Linked DNA regions of Anas platyrhynchos: region 1 is linked to region 2. A link is a contact called in public Hi-C data. All regions are on one chromosome and are shown on one strand. Each heading gives the region's core, a stretch centred on a gene start, on an enhancer-like site or on the middle of the called end of the contact. The rest is flanking DNA. Distances are from core to core; before and after follow the strand shown.

Region 1 (2,700 bases), core at 188-2,687, 35 kb after region 2:
GGAAACACAGTCCCATGATTTTGTAATGATAAATAGGAAAGGAGTTACTATTAAATACGGACATTCATCGGGTTTCCAGACCATCTAGGAGAATTAAGGTAATGCTCTAGGCACGTGAGGTGAGGATGAGGAAGGGGGCTTTTTTTTTTTTTCATATCGAGTCCACTAAAAACACCACAGCATGTCTCCTGGAGTCTGTTCACCAAACTGTCCTGAATCTGGCTCCATTTGGTGGAAGATCACTGAATTTCGGTCATGAGAAGGTGACGGCATTTCCTCTGGCCGGGAAACAAATGGATGGTGACAGAAGAAAAAAAAAAAGTCACTGTGCCACCATTGTCTAAGTCTCAAATGGCAAACGTTTTTAAATAAAACCCCAAACCTTTGTCCATCCTTGTGTTTCTGACTATTTCGTAGAAGGTGGTGACAATCTAACAAAGAGAGGCTTGTTGAAAGGGGGGGAAAGGCTTCAAATCCATTAGTTACTTTGAGATTTGAGTCTTGGTTTCTTTTGTAAGAGCTCTAATACACCTCAAAGAAGTCCTCTTTACCTCTTTGCTGGAACATCTCGAAAGGGGAGAGAAGGCAGGAGAGCAGGGGAGGTGGGAAACAACATTGACTTGATTATTACGTGGCATCTTCTTCGTCTCTCGAGCTGGTCAGCCTGAAGTCTCTGGGTGGAAGACCAGGTTATGCAGTAATGATGTCCCCATGGTTTTCGGCTAAGACCAGGCTGTTCCAGGAGTCCTGTTTGGAGCTGGTTTGCGGAGACTGGCTGATGGCTGACTGGTAAGCCTGCGGGGAAAGCTTCAGGGCTGAAATCGCAGGGTGAATTGAAGATCCGTGTCCAGACATGGCAGAGACTGAGAATGCCTACGGGAAAAGGAAAATCCCGTAAACAACAAACAAACAAAAAAACATTGAGGACCCTGTGATTCTCTGTATGTAGGGCTGGTGCCACATTAATAACACATATGAGGATTTGCTAGAGTTTGAAGCTTAGATGTGATGCTTTGGGCTTTCCTTTTTCTAGACCCTGCTCTTTACTATTTCTGCACATGGGACATAGCGTTCTCTTCTAAATGACAGAAAAACGATCATTTTACCCCCCAAGGCTTGAGATTTCATCGGCTTCGGGCACTCCTAGCTTACAAATGCCCTCCTGTGGACTGCAGGACACACAACAACAGCGCCGCAAAGCGTTGCAGGTGCAGGATCAGCCCAGCCCAACAATGCCTTTTTTTTTTTTTCCCCATTTTGTTTAAACACTGCAGCTCCCCGTATGAACCCAAGGGGGAAGCAACTACCACACACCACTGTCTCTTAGCTGTGCTGTGCCATGGGAACCCTCAACCAAGGCACAGTTATTAAACCCCGCAAGGATCAGCTCCCAGCTGCGGGTGCTGCTCAGCAGGACGCACTCCTTGCTGAAGGAAGGGCTCGTCCCAAGACATCTAGCGGTGGATGTGGCACACAGCACCCGCTCACCCTGCAGCTCTCTGCCATCACGCTGGCTCGCTTTACCTTCACAGGGACTTAAATTTGGGCTACGTGAGTTTATTTTCATGCTGCATTTCTCATATCGTTCAACACACAGCCAGCAAGTGTAGATGAAGTAGAGTATTGCCAAGTTTTTCCTTGCTCAAGACAAATCAAATAGAGTCATATACAGGGAAATTTTCTTGCCCATACAGCTGCCCAACTAGAAGGAATCTCATTTTTTCATCAAGGCTGCTACCTCTTGTTGTCCATTCAGAACTGCTACATGTCATTAAAAAGCCACAGTGCGCTAAACACGATGACAAAAACGTGTGTTTTTTACCCTGTCCCCAAGAATTGATCTCCAGCTGTGAAACCCTAGACCCCTGGCTTGAAAAGAGGAAACCTTTTACTATAGAGGAGGTTTTGAGGATACTCCCCTCACCATTTCTCCCATCCTAGTTCCCCACTCTGTCCCACCACCCTGCGTACCTGAGAAATGGGGCTGGGGTGCCCGTAGTGAGATGAGAGCTCTGGTTCTGTTTTTATGGGGCGCATTTCCTCGGTGGTCGTGGCACTGCTGCTGCTACTGGTGGAGCTGGTGGTCGGGGTAAGACTCTCACTGCTGGACGGACCTGTGAGAAAGTGAGGGGTAAGCCAGGCTCTTCCCGAGGACCTAGAGCAGTGCAGATCTGTACCCACCCACCCACCCAAAGTTTAAAAAAATGGTTAAAAAAATAACAGAAAAGGCTTTGTTACTGCTGAAAAGCATTCAGACATTCCCCATTTTTAAGACACAGCCCATTTAGTGATTGGGTGTTGGACTTGGGACATAAATCCAAATGGCCAGAAGCACAAGCACACATGCATAGATGCAATAAACTCCCTTGTTCAGCACTTACCTGCTGGCGTCTTTGTTTTGTTAAGGTTCTTCGGCTTACGCTTCCTTGTTTGAATGCCCTCTTTTCTCATCGCTAAAGGCCGTGGAACCTGTGGACCCAAATATAAAAGCACGTTGGTTTCTGTATCTCCATATGGTCATGTAGAACACGGTTCCAGCTCTACCTCATTGACCCCATGAAAAATTATCTGATTTAATAGCAAACAACAACAAAACAGAACCCAAAGTCACAGGTCAACACCGCTGTGTGAAGAGAGATGTCAAAGCTACAAGGTGGGACTAGATGGGTTTTTACAACATAGGTACTGAGAGATTGTTTT
Region 2 (2,700 bases), core at 135-2,634:
TCCTGCTGGTTTCCTTATCTCGCTCCTGTAGTGGTGGATTTTGCTCCAAAGGCTGAAGCTTGCCACAACCAGAGCAAACATCTTTTTCTCTGATATTCTAAAAAGCCCTGCAAGAGCAAGATAATAATAATAATAATAATAATAATAATAATAATAATAATAATAATAATAATAATAATAATAATAATAATAATGATGTTTTCTTCCCTGCCTGATTTGGGCACATGAAGGATTTATAGGCTCCTTGGAAAGCATCTCTAATTGAGAACCTTTCTGGGCTGGATTCAGTTTCGTTTACCAAAAGAACCCACCTCAAAAATGGACATTTCTGCTGCCCAAATGGACTGAAAAAAAGGAACGGCGACTTCATCACTTCCTCAGAGGAGAGGCCAGCTCCCCATGCAAAGCCCTACTTTGTGCTTTCAGTTCTTGAAAAAGACAACGAAACATTTGCCAAAAACCAAGTGGCTGCTCTGGGAGGATCAAAAAGGAGAGCCCAAAGACCCCAGAGCAAGGCAAAATAAATAAGCCAGGAAATATCTGCAAAAGCAACCAAGGACCGTGCCAGGATTGCTGTGTGAGGAGAGTCTGAGCGTGGGCAGGCCACGAGGGATTTATTTGCTTTTTGGCGATGATTTTCACTTCCAAAGCACGGAGAAAAACACGGCCAAGGCTGGCTTTGCTGGTTAAAGATTATATTGAAAGGAAGCTGCTGGTCCAAGGGCCTTTGCCCACAGTGTATTGAAGCATAAACACACTTAAGGACATGCCCCATTGTTTGTGCAGTGTTTATTGGAGAAGTTGTTGGTGTATTGCAGTTTATTGCCAAGCTCGTGGCATCCGTCCTGCGGTGTGTGCAGGGCTGAGCATCTGCTCCCTGCTCCTGCTCGCGGGGAATTTGTTGTATCCCCACTTTCTCCCAGAGAGGGCTGAGAAAAATGTATGTATGTGTGTTTTATACGTGGAGATAGGATGGAGGTGGGATGGAGATAGGATGGAGGTGATATGGAGGTGGGATGGAGGTGGGATGGAGGTGGGATGGCAGTGAGAAGAGGATGGGAAGGAGGTGGAATAGAGGTGATATGGAGGTGGGATGGAGGAGGGAAGCAGGTTGGATGGAAGCAGGACGGAGGAGGAAAGCGAAAGGGATGGAGGCAGGAGAAGAGGTCGCAGGCAGGCTGCAGAAGGGAATTGGGAAGGTTGGAGGAGGGAATTAGGCAGGATGGGGGTGAGAAACGGCTTGGATGAAGATGGGTTGGAGGCAGGGTGGAGGAGGGCCGGAGGAGGAGGAGGAGGAGGAGAAAGAGGAGGAGCAGGAGGAGGAGGAGGAAGAGGAGGAGAGCAGCCTGCAGGAAGGGCGCACGGGGGAGCGGAGGCGGGGAGCAGCAGTGGGCGGGCAGGGAAGGGGAAAGGGGCAGGGAAAGGGGCAGGGGCTGGCAAAAGGGGCAGGGGCAGAGAAGGAGCCGCCTGCCCGTGACTCAGCCGCCCGGAGCTGCCCCTTCGCGCAGCGGGGCCGGGGCGAGCAGCGGGAGCGCAACAGGGGACGGTGAGGACCTGGGGGGGGAAGGACACGGGGAAGGGACGGGTTCAGCCTTTGGGGGGCTTTGGGGGGCTCCGTGCTGAGGGTTTTCAGCGGATTCAGGGGCAGGGCTGGCAGCTGCGCTTGTTTTTCCAGCTTGGTTTTGGGGCTGGGGGTTCCGGAGGGATGCTGGCGCAAGGGGGAAGGGCAGGGGAAGGGCAGGGGGGGTAGGGAGGGGGAGGACGCCCCGATTTCCTGATTTCCTAACAGGTGAGCAGAAGGTGAGGGGGTTTTGGCTGAAGGGCGATGGGGAATGTCCTGCGATGTTTGCCTTGCTGGGGATGGGGACGGAAAATGGGGACGGGGCTGGGGATGGGGACGGAGATGGGGATGGGGACAAGGATTGGGATGGGGATGAGGGTGGCCATTTAGGGGGACCCTCGCCCATCCCATGGCTTTGGGATGGAGAGGTGAGCGTGGCTGCTTGCATCAAGCTGCCCTTCCCATTTGGCCAGGTATCCAGCCTGTGCCAGCGGCTCGGCTTTCCTGGGAAGGGCTGGGTGTGGGGATGAGCGGCTGACGCATTATATATATATATATATATATATATATATATATATATATATATATATATATTATTTTTTTTCCCCCCCAAAAAAGGCCGAAAACCAAATCCAATTCTCCTAACGCAGTCATAGGTGGAATGGAGTCACCACGCCACGGGGCTGGTGCCTGCCCCAGGGCCACCAAGCTCACCCAGCTGGGCTGGCCAGCTCCGTGTCCCGACCCTCAGCTTTGTTGTGGCTCCAGAACAAAGGACAAAGCTCATTTGGGGCAAAAGGCTGGAGGAAAGCGCATGACCAGGGCTTTGCTCAGCACCTCCTGCCCCCGAGGGCTGGGGGGTATCACAGCTGTAAGGGGTGGGCCAGCTTTTATCTTCCTCACCCCCTTGGATAAGGGCGGGTGCCACCCTAGATGCCCGGAGGGCTCGGGGCGAGACGAGGTGCTTCAGGGCTCTGACTTATCTCAGGGCCTGAGCTGCCCGAAGTGGGTGCTGGCTCCAGCAGCCTGTTTTGGTGTGGTTTCTGTTCTGACTGAGCCAGGAGGGCGGGGAAATGCCCGCCGAGATGGGACTGACGCGCAGATCTTGGGGGCGAGAAGACCTTTGCGGTGGGGCGCTG

The links. Hi-C and Micro-C count contacts between places; a contact is called where the count stands out from the background.
Region 1: a Hi-C map of skeletal muscle shows a contact between it and region 2, with 3 times the contacts expected there. The contact joins the enhancer-like site here to the promoter of CTSB in region 2. A contact is called at or near these places in 4 of 8 Hi-C or Micro-C datasets (liver, skeletal muscle and subcutaneous adipose tissue).

The regions. Positions count from the first base shown.
Region 1 is chr3:117,453,989-117,456,688 of IASCAAS_PekinDuck_T2T, forward strand. It overlaps GATA4 (GATA binding protein 4), which reads right to left. Exons shown (of 7, transcript XM_072036557.1): 5 at 2,382-2,469; 6 at 1,972-2,114; 7 at 1-873. The coding sequence ends at 691. Among named protein-coding and RNA genes, the nearest start is that of NEIL2, 4.7 kb to the left of the region's middle. Within about 2 kb of position 1,438, at least 3 of the 8 cell types and tissues checked have an H3K27ac peak or open chromatin away from gene starts, as enhancers often do. A contact at or near this core is called in subcutaneous adipose tissue, where this site is marked.
Region 2 is chr3:117,419,226-117,421,925 of IASCAAS_PekinDuck_T2T, forward strand. It overlaps CTSB (cathepsin B), which reads left to right and starts at 1,385. Exons shown (of 10, transcript XM_072036558.1): 1 at 1,385-1,546.